Regions from separate parts of the Mus musculus genome. Here region 1 is linked to region 2. A link is a contact called in public HiChIP or PLAC-seq data. All regions are on one chromosome and are shown on one strand. The core of a region is the stretch at or near the end of the contact, and the rest is flanking DNA. Distances in the headings are between cores, read along the strand shown. Region 1 has its middle 17 kb from the start of Gm51894. Region 2 overlaps Sar1b (secretion associated Ras related GTPase 1B).

Region 1 (5,079 bases), core at 2,276-4,775, 550 kb before region 2:
ACAAAAAAAAAGAGAAAGAAAAAAAGAAAAGAAAAATAAAGATAAAAAGTACCAGATACTAGGACATTTGTTTTTCAGAAGGATATTTGGGGCCAGCAACTTAACTATGTTATACATAGTAAATTAAATTGTATTCTCTGAAAGATATGCTGGTCTTGAACCGATAAGCTCCAGATTCAGTAGAGACCCTGGCTCAAAGTAAGGCTGACAGGACGGCCCAGTGGGTAAAGTGCTTGCCACAGAAGCCTGAGGGCCTGAGGTCAATCCCCAGAACACACTGTAGGACAGGGCTGATTCCTGACCCTTCACATCTATGCCAGGGCAAATGTGCTCATGCTCACGTGTGACTAACACACACACACACACACACACACACACACACACCACGTTAAATAACAGGACAAGATATTAGCCCAAAAATAAAGACATAAAATAAATTAATAAAGGCTCTGAATGAAAACTGGGAATTAGTGAAACAGCACAGACAATGATGTGAGGGTCTATCATGGGCTCCGTGGGTGATCTGCGCGGTGCTCCATTCCGGTGGTCACTGTCCACTGGTTTGAAGGCCTCTGAGCCCTTAGCAATGAAGGGAGATTCCACACCAGCGAAGTAAAGCTCTGTGGAAGGCGCCTGGGGTGTCTCCCATCCATCGCACTCACCCTTCCTTGCTGGTGTTTAGAGAAACAAAAAACCTACCTATGGTATCATAGCGACTCTCCACCCTGGCTCATGTTGAAATCATCTGGGGGAAGCGCTACCATAGCTGGCCCTTGCCCCAAAGACCATTTTTGCCTTGACTGCATTTGTTGAAGCTCCCTCTGACCAAGTCTATTGAAAGCGCCGTTGCTATTTGAAAAGTTGGCCACCAGGTGGCGCTAGAAGATGACCAAAGAGAAGGGATTTCTTCTTCCTGGTGCCCAAACGGTAAGAGAGAGGGTGAACCTGGGAGTCCTCACTAGCCTCTGGCCACTGAGGTGGGTTGTTTGTTTGTTTAGCTTTTTAAGAATTTTATAACTACTATGGGGGGGGGAGGGGAGGAGAGGGAGAGGGAGGGGAGGAGGAGGGGGCATGGAGAACTCCTGCGGAAGACGGAGGAATTTCTAAAGTCAATTTTCCCCTCCCACCTTTGCATGGTTTGGGGGGATGGAACACGGGTCACCAGGCTTGTGGGACAAGCCCCTTTTCTTGCTGACATCCCGTCATCCTATTTGGCTTTTTATGAGTTAGTGTCTCGTGTATTGCACGCTGACCTCCTGATTTTGAATTCCTGATCCGACTGCCTCTATCTCCCAAGTTTTGGGATTACAGCTGTGCACCATAGACACCTGGTTGGCTCCACTTGTGACTTTTTGCTTTTGTTTTTGTTTTTGTTTTTGTTTTTTGAAACAGTGTTTCTCTGGGTAGTCCTAGCTGTCCTGGGACTCACTCTGTAGACCAGGCTGGCCTCCAACTCACAGAGAAGCACCTGCCTCTGCCTCTACCTCCCAAGTGTTGGGATTACAGGTGTACGCCCCCACTCGCTGTTCACTCGTGGCTTTACCAAGATGTCCACTCAGGGGTGTTTTCAATTCTGCTCCTGTGGAATCAGTGGGGTGGGCGGATGTGCTGCAGAGCCCCCTCCTCCCAAAGCACCTGCCCACACACCTACGACAGCCAGGGGGAAAGCAAATGGTGTCATCACAGCCCTTCCAGTGCCAGGGGAACCCCCAAAAAGGCCCAGGTTGGGCTCTCCATATTATCTTTTGCTCATCAATGAGATGTCTTCTCTGACGGCAGCACCCAGAGTTCACTATGACATCTCCAAAGTGAGAAATGGGTCCTCAGGAGGCTTCTGCCTGCTTTACTTTAACTGGCCAAGGACTCAGCAGGGAGGCCTGGGAGCCTCTCTATATAATGTGCAAAACAAGGCTGTGTATCTTGCCCAAACGAGCTATGTCTCTTTCACAATAAGAATTAAGGACACACACACACACACACACACACACACACACACACACACACACGCCAAAACACTGACTTGAGCTGAGCATGAACCATTGGGCAGACTTATGCCTAACACTAATACTGGGGAGGCTGAGGCAGGAGGATCCCCATGAGTTCAAGGCCACCCTGGGCTACGTGTAAGACCTATGGTAAAACTAACAAATGGCTGGAGATGCAGCTGTTGGTAGAGTGTTTGCCTAACACGCACAAAGCTCTGGGTTCAAACCCCAGTGCTGTTTACCAGGGTGTGGTGGTCCACGCCAGTGTTGCCAGCACTTGGGAGGTGGGAACGGAACGATCAGACTGTATAGTTCATCTTTGGCTACACAGTGAGATTCAGGCTAATCCTGGTTCCTTGAGACCTCGCCTCAAAAAACAAATCCCTCAGGGGCTGGCTGCCATCCGGATTGCCACATGGGCAAGAAGGGAAGAGGTTAAAGCACTTTGGAGGAACAGCCACAGACCCCAAAAGGGCACAGCCATAAAACCTGGGTCCTAGGTACTGTGGGGGCCTCTGCAGAGTATCGGAAAGAAGCAGGAAGCCGGCCTCAGGCCTGACAGTGTGTCCCCAGTGGCCCCAGGTTCCCGCAGCTGGGGTCAGGGCTGAGCCTGGTAGCCTGGAAACTGAATTTCAGAGAAAGACAAGCTTTGCTTGATCACCTGGCAAAGGATCTCTGAGTCTTGCCTAGGACCCCAGCCGGCTGCCTTCCCCATGTGGTCCTATCCTGGAGCCCCATAAGGACCCCCACCCAGGTCAGAGCATCCTGGGGGGGTCATTCCCTGAGGATTAGGGCCCACCCAGGGTGACCTTGCCAAACAGTGCTCTGGAGCTAGGCACCACCCCCCCCCCCAAGGCCACCACACACCCCTCAGCCACCACCCTTGGAGTTCCTGAGGTGACCCATTTCCCTCTCTCTTCTGCAGCTTCAAAACAAACCAAAACACAGACCAACATCCTTTGTTTGTTTGGAGGATCAGAGCCGGGGAGAGCGCTCTGTGGGTTTTCACTTGAAAACAAGGTTGTTTGAGTGGGGAGCAGAAACCCAAGGCAAAGGACAGAGTCTCTTGTGGCCACGTGCTTTCTGGATGAGTCAGGGCAGGGCGGGGGAGGGGGACACTCAGCAGCAAGGCTGTCTGCTCACCGCTTTGAGGGGCCGGAGCCATGGCCACCGCCACTCACGCTGGGTAGCGTTTCTTTGAGGATAACTAGGCCCAGGTAGGGCCAGGCTTCTCATTCAGTGGCTCCAGAATTCCTTACATGGGTGGGAATGGATTAAGTTGATGCAAGCCCCTAGTGCAAATTTATCTCCATCCCTTAGTTCACAGGCCCAGGCTAGATGTCCTGCCCCAAGGGACAGGCTTGGCCCATCTAGCACGGGCTGTCTCCAGGGTGTGCAGTCAGGTCCTGTCCAACTGACCTGTTGGATCTGAGCTTCCTGGTGAAACTGGAATCTCTGAAATGCCTGCCTTCAGGAGAGGGTACGCGGTAGAGCAGAGACTAGCATACCCTTTGGGCGCCTGTGGTCTCCACACAGAGTGTGTGGGTGTAGGAGACAGGCTGATGGGGACTGCCTCTCGGCAGCCTTCACGGGCACCTGTGAGTGGCAGTCTGAAGGGTGGTGGCCGGCAGACAGCCTATAGAGTGATATTCCAAAGCCTGAACCATTGTAGCTCCCGGCTGATTCCTGGTCTCGCCTGATAGTTTTAGATGCACCATCTTATTTGTTCTTCACAGGCAGTTATGCTAGAGTGGATGAGGCCGCCGGGGTTCAGAAAGGCAGAGCAACTACTCAAGGACACACAACAAGCCAGACTAGGAGCAGCTCAGCTTTGGACCACACCAGGGCCAGGAACTAACTCACTCAGAGCAGGATTCAATTGCCTGGTGGGAGGTGACTATAGAATGAGGACTTTCGCTGCCAACAGCTCCTCATTCTCATTCTGATGGCGCACTCATGATGGGGATGGGTAGGCTTTTGTTAAAGGCCACCATTTTTTAGTCCTTAGGAACTGAGCAAAGCAGTGGCTCCCAATCTCATCCAATCCTCCCTGCATCCCCAGAGGGAGGTATCTTCATTAGCCCATTTCAGAGATGATAATGCTGAAGCAGGGGTCTGCAAGATGGCTCAGCGGCTAAAGGCGATTGCTGCCCAGGTCTGGTGACTGAAGTTTGGTCCCCGAGATCATAAAAAGTGGAAGGAGAGAACCAACTCCACAGAGCTGTCCTCTGACCTCCGCACATGTCCCCATAGTAGGCGTGCTTCCTAACACAATAATAACGTGTAAGATAAAATAAGAAAGAAAAAGCTGAGCAGACGGTGCCTTTCTAAAGCACTGCACGGCAGGCGCTCTTCTGGATCCCACCCAGTCTCCCCTTCCCTCCTGGGGGTCTGCTCTAGGATCAACTTGAGTTGCACTTTGGAACCTAAGCTTCAAGGTCACCCCCTCTTGCTGGCGGGACATCTGCACGGGAACTCTGTTCCTTCCCACCCTTGCTCAGCTTACATGGCACAGGTGTGCGCCAACGGCCCCCACCAACGGCAGCCAACATCCGGGTGTCTGCTCCCCACCAGTGAAAGACCTGAGCCATATTTCTTGCCTGCGTCCCCAGCTGCTGGGCCCACAGGAAAGCCCCCGGGGTGTCCTTGAACTCACAAAGCTTTGCCCAGCTAGCTGCCATCTTAGCTCCTACAATGCACATCTGTCTTCCACAGACCGTAGCTCCGTGGCACATGAGGTGTGCGCGGCTGTGTACATCTCTGTGTACACATCTCTCTGTGCACCTGTATGTGAAGCTATATGTGTATATGTGATCTGTGCAGGTTGTGTGTGCACCTCGTTACCCGTGTGTGTTTTCACTGTATGCACGCCATGTGTGAGCTCTGCTGGTCTGTGTGTTTGTAGAAGTAACTGGTACCCACACTGTGCACCCATCACTGGCCCTTCTGTCCACCCAGTCAACACTGCCTCCCGGTGTCATTTTGAGGGTTAGCACACAGAAGAGACCAGCCCCACACATGGCTGACTCCTTGTAAGCTCATCTTCCTTGGAGACACCCTCAGCCTACTCTAGACAGATGGCAGGGCCCAGACT
Region 2 (5,722 bases), core at 1,171-3,670:
TTCACTGTGTTTAGTTTAATTATTCAACTTACATCAAGTTCTTCTTTTGATTCTAACAGCCTTTCATGGTCTGCACAATCCACAAGAAATACAATGCCATTGATAGCAGGAAGGTAGTTTTTCCATACTCTTCGGGCTAACAAAAACAATCAGGAGTTAGGATTTATGTGTTGGTCAAACCTAGCGGATGGTTTGATGGAAGAGTCCAACAAGGCCTCCAGTGTACTGGCGTCTCCCTTTGGCTGCTATTTTACTGTACAGCCAACTGCATTTTTTGCCAAAGACTTTAGTACCAAATCTTCCCCAGAAAACCAAAACAAATGTCAGACTCTCCGTGATTCGGGGCAATGAAATCCTTTACTCTTCCCCATTAAGAAATAGAGTTAGGAGCAGGAGAAATGGCTCGGTGCTTAAGAGTGCTTCCTGTTCTCCCAGAGGACCGCAGCTTGGTCCCCAAAACCCACATCAGGTGGATCACAACTGCCTGCAACTCCAGTTGCAGGGGAGGGGACCCAACACCCTCTTCTGCTTCCACAGGTGCCTGCACACAGGCTGCACACACATGTGTACACTCACAGACACAGTGACTCTCATTATTAAGGTCACTAGAAAACCACTATAAACTCTCATCAACTAATTTAAGCAGTGTGTGTGTGTGTGTGTGTAAGTGCAGTATTTTTTGACATTTCTCATTTCTGAAGTTTAAGTGGTAAGTATGAAATCAACAACAGATGGGTGTTAGTGCCAAGTACAAGCTTGGCAAGTTACAAACTGTTGTATTCAAAACAGGAAACAATTTTTTTTAAAGATTTATTTATTTTTATTATATATAAGTACACTGTAGCTGTCTTCAGACACTCCAGAAGAGGGAGTCAGATCTCATTATGGGTGGTTGTGAGCCACCATGTGGTTGTTGGGGTTTGAACTTCGGACCTTCAGAAGAGCAGTCGGGTGCTCTTACCCACTGAGCCATCTCACCAGCCCCAGAAAACAAATTTAATTAATGAAAATATTCTAAATAGTGCCACCAGCTAGGGACAAAATGGTCAACATATAGCCTTGTAAGAACATTTCTTCCTCAACTCTGAGAGCATTCAAATGGAGGCTGGAGCCATGGCTCCGTGCTTAAGTTGGATGCTCCTCCCTCCAGAGGACCAAGGCTTTGTCCCAGCACCCACTAGCTTTTCACAATCATCTCTAACTCTAGTCCCAGGGAATCCGATGCCCTCTTCTGACCCTGAGGGCACCAGGCACACGAGGTACACAGACAAGCATGTGTGAAAAATACTCAAGTAAGTAAATCTAAACAAAAAGCATTTTCTTTCAGTAGTAGAGAAACATTTCTCCACTGTCTTCAAGCTTACCTTGTTTCTCATGACAAATGTGCTGCTTCTCTGCTTTGATTTCTTATTTCTGTGTGTGAGAGTGGGGGGAAGCACGTGTGGAAGTCAGAAAACAAATGTTGGGCGTCTGCTCTCTCCTTATACTCAACTCGGCAGCAAGCGCCCACGGCTACTGAGCCACCTCCTGGCCTGATATGCTTTCCTCTCTCTTAGCTGCGATCTCTGCGGGCCCCATGTCTTTCTGCTTCCCTCCTCTAGGTGTTCTTCTCAGTTAATGGCCCGAGCACTTTCATTTCTGGGGCTTTAGTGTTGTTTGCATCACATTGTGCTTGGTATTCATCGAGCTCTTTGCATTTGAGAGGTGACAGTTTTCTTGGATTTATTGCACTTTTTATGCATAAGTGCTTGCCTGCATACGTGTCTATGCAGCGCATATGTGCCTGGGAGCCAAGAAGAACAAAAGGAGCTGGATTCCCTGGAACTGGAGCTATGGGTGGCTGTGAATCTCCATGTGGTTGCTAAGACTTGAACCTAGGTCCTCTGCAAGAGCAACAAGCATTCTCAACCACTAAGCCGTCTCTCCAGCCCTAAGTTTCCATTTTCATCAGAGTGGAAAAACTGGGATCTGATATCTCACTTATTTTTTTCTATCCCTTTCCTGGGGAATTCCTGGTACACATGCATTTTACCCCAGCTTTTTAAATGTTTTTATTTTATGTGTATGAGTTGTGCTGGTATGTATGTGTGTCTGTCCACGTGCATGCAGTCCCCACAGAGGCCAGCAGAGGGCATCAGATCCCCTGGAACTGGAGTTACAGAAGGTTGGGAGGCATCACGTAAGTGAGAGAATTAAAGCCGGTCAGTGCATTCAGTGCTCTTAACCACTCTGCCCGCTCTCCAGCCCATTCTTCAGGTTCTTAAAATGTAGGTCAAGAAAAATCTGATAACAGTCAAAGGTTTCTGAATGTTCAAGAACAAAAACAAACTAAAAAACCGGAGCGCCTTGATTCTGGTGTGTCTCCGGCACTGCTGGCTCACGTGCGTCTGTTGCAGCACTTGGCTTCCCCGCAGTCTTGGTGCAACCACATGAACATGTACTGGGCACATCACACCACACAGCTCCAAGCAACACTGCTTCAGATGCCCTGGCTCGGATTCCCGACTACCATGTGAGGAACTGCAAGGTCTTAGCTGTGCAGACAGTTTTCTGTTCTTCTAGAAACATAACGGGCTGGAGAGGTGGCTCAGTGGTTAAGAGCACTGGCTGCTCTTCCAGGGAACCTGGATTGACTCAGTTTCCAGCACCCACACGGCAGTTCACAACTGTGTGTAATTCCAGTTCCAGAGGATCTGACACCCTCACATAGACATACATGTAGCCAAAATACTAATGCACATGAAATAAATTTATAAAAAAAGAAAGAAAGATATGGTTTAATTTCAGAAAGCAAAGACTTTCAATATTTTCCTACCACCGTTTCTCAGAATGTAAGTATCAAACTAATATAGCTCTGCATTGTACTGTTTTTGAATGACTTATTTTAAAAACTGTTGCTTAGGGCTGGCGAGATGGCTCAACGGGTAAAAGCACTGACTGCTCTTCTGAAGGTCCCGAGTTCAAATCCCAGCAACCACATGGTGGCTCACAACCACCCATAATGAGATCTGATGCCTTCTTCTGGTGTGTCTGAAGACAGCTACAGGGTGCTTACATATAATAAATAAATAAATCCAAAACAAAAAAACAAAAAACAAAAAAACCCTTTTACTTAAGTTGCTGATTGCGGTTGCATAAAAAGAGGGTAAAAATCATTAAATCATTAAACACCCAAACATATAAAAGTAAATAAATCTTAAAAAGAGAAAGAAAGAGCCAGGCCTGGCGTGGGTCTTGAGTTTGAGGCCAGTCTGATCTAGAGAGCGAGTTTCAGGACAGCCAAGGCTACACAGAGAAACCTTGTCTCAGAAAAAAAAGGGAATTTGAAAAATGTTACAGATTCTGTCTCACAGTAAAAATATTCAGCTATCATTTAATTCTTTATGTAAAAACAAGCAAATATAGCCATCTTATTAGTATGCAAATTTGCCTTAATCTTTAATAAGTGGTAAAATTATATGTATATATGTATCAAAGACTTTTTACAAATAATTCTTTGATTTTTTATTAAAAATTAATTAACTAAAGTCTATAAAAAAATCATGAAGGTAAAGCCGGGCGTGGTGGCACACGCCTTTAATCCCAGCACTCGGGAGGCAGAGGCAGGCGGATTTCTGAGTTCGAGGCCAGCCTGGTCTACAGTGTGAGTTCCAGGACAGCCAGGGCTACACAGAGAAACCCTGTCTCGAAAAACCAAAAAAAAAAAAAAAAAAAAATCAGGAAGGTAATTTTTTTTCTTGAGACAGGGTTTTGGAACAGGGACATCCTTGGCTGTCCTAGAACTCACTCTATAGAACAGGCTGCCCTCTGCCTCCTGAGTGCTAGGATTAAAGGTGGGCACCATCACCACAGGCTCAATTTTTATTCTTAAAAAATAAATTTTATTATTTTATGTGCATGCGTGTATTGCCTGCATGTATGTATGTATGTATGTATGTATGTATGTATGTATGTGTACTGTGTGTACCTGGTTCCTGTGGAAGTCAGAAGACACCAGAGCCCTTAGAACTGGAGCTAAAGACAGTTGTCAATTAGCCATGTGGGCCTCTGGAAGAATAACAAGTGCTCTTAACTCTCCAGCCTGAGAAAACAATTTTTAGACTACTCTGATGAGAAGTAACTAATGACTTGAGCTTTATGGCCTAGCTGAAAAATATTGTAGAGATGAAATTTCAAGCAAACTCCATTTGATTCTATATTTTATCTATGTATATTATTAGTAGTAGTATTACTAATGATGTACCTGTGAGTACAAGTGTGTGCGTGCAGAGCAACTTGTGGAGTTTAGAGGATAGCCCGTGAAGTCTGCTCTCTCCTTTCGCTGTGAATGCTGGAATTGAACTTGGTTTTCAGGTTTGCAAGGGAAGCACTCTGACCCACCAAGCCATCCTCCCAGCTCTAGATTCTAATTCTCTAATCTTTATACCCCAGAGATTAACACATGTGTCTTAAATGTGCTTTCACTAGCCACAGCCACTGAAAGTCTTTTCCAAATATATGTCACAGGCTTTAAAAATACCTTATTATTATTATTATTATTATTTATGGAGCTGGGAATGAAGCCCATGTGAGGTGGTATGCCCTCACACAGCATCAGCACTGTGGGTTGGCACCCCACACTAACACCAGGCTTTAGGGGGCCTTTAGGTCTGGAGCATTTGCTACTTGTGCTGTACCATGTGACCCACATGCTAAGAGTTATTGGGGTATAAAAAAAACGGACAGGAAGTCCACAGAAGTTCAGCTCAGGGTTCAGGACAGTCCTCCCACACTTGCTGCAGAAACGTACACAGAAGCACTAAGTTCCATTAGGACAGCAGAGCACTCCTAGCTAGGGAGGCTTCTCCGGGGAAGAGCCACACCTCACAGATGGGATTTATGAGCAGAAGCCAAGGGGAGAACAAGAGGGCAGCTCTGATGGGAGAAAGGACCAGAGAATTCGGGATTATGACAGCTCTGCCTGTCATGAGAAACAGGTTCATGTGGTTCAAGAAATGGCTCAGTGGTTAAGAGCACTTGCTGCTCTTCTGAAGGTTCTGAGTTCAATTCTCAGCACCCACATAACAGTTCACAATTGTCTAATGCTGTGTACTGGAGTGCAGATGTACATGCAAGGTACCCATACACATAAAATACATAAATAAACAAAACAGGTTAGTTACTGGAGCTTTTAGGGGTGGGGGGAACAGTATCATGTGTTCATAATATGATTCTGACAACAGATGAGGTACCCTGAAGCAAAGAGAAATTCAAAGCTAAATTTTCCTCATACCTCACCCACAAGCAGTTCAGGGACTTCAGGGACTCAGAAGTTCCATGTGTCCAGTGACGGACGACCTTAACCTTTCTCTGCCTTACTTGAAGAACACGCAGTTCCAAGCTCTGAACCATAATGGCCACACTTACTAAGTTAAGATAAAACAAAGACGAAGAGAAGTAGACTCTTACCTTGCACGTGCCCACCCAGATCAAAAGTTGTAAACGTCATGCCAGCAATAGTAAGCTCTTCTGAAGCTAAATAAAAACAAGATTATTTTTACAACATAATCAGAAATCTGCCAGGCACATGGACTCATGCCTGTAATCCTAACACTTTAAAGTCAGGAAAAGCAGAAGTTTAAAACCAGCCTTGGCTACAGAGTAAGTTCAAAGCTAGCCTGGACTACAAAGACCTGTTTGTTATCTTCCATTTACCTCCTCATTGAGTACATGTTTCCCTTTA

The links. HiChIP or PLAC-seq counts read pairs in DNA pulled down with a chosen protein or histone mark.
Region 1: an H3K27ac HiChIP or PLAC-seq map of embryonic stem cells shows a contact between it and region 2, with 4 times the contacts expected there. The contact joins two enhancer-like sites. A contact is called at or near these places in 2 of 39 promoter capture datasets (the 3T3-L1 cell line and embryonic stem cells), 1 of 15 datasets of contacts at CTCF or cohesin (large pre-B cells) and 2 of 115 datasets of contacts at active chromatin or transcription factors (craniofacial prominence and embryonic stem cells).

Annotation. Positions count from the first base shown.
Region 1 is chr11:52,339,152-52,344,230 of GRCm38.p6, reverse strand. No RefSeq gene overlaps it. Among named protein-coding and RNA genes, the nearest start is that of Gm51894, 17 kb to the left of the region's middle. Within about 2 kb of position 3,525, at least 73 of the 459 cell types and tissues checked have an H3K27ac peak or open chromatin away from gene starts, as enhancers often do. A contact at or near this core is called in embryonic stem cells, where this site is marked.
Region 2 is chr11:51,782,564-51,788,285 of GRCm38.p6, reverse strand. It overlaps Sar1b (secretion associated Ras related GTPase 1B), which reads right to left. Exons shown (of 7, transcript NM_025535.2): 4 at 5,449-5,514; 5 at 33-136. Among named protein-coding and RNA genes, the nearest start is that of Sar1b, 22 kb to the right of the region's middle. Within about 2 kb of position 2,420, at least 6 of the 459 cell types and tissues checked have an H3K27ac peak or open chromatin away from gene starts, as enhancers often do. A contact at or near this core is called in embryonic stem cells, where this site is marked.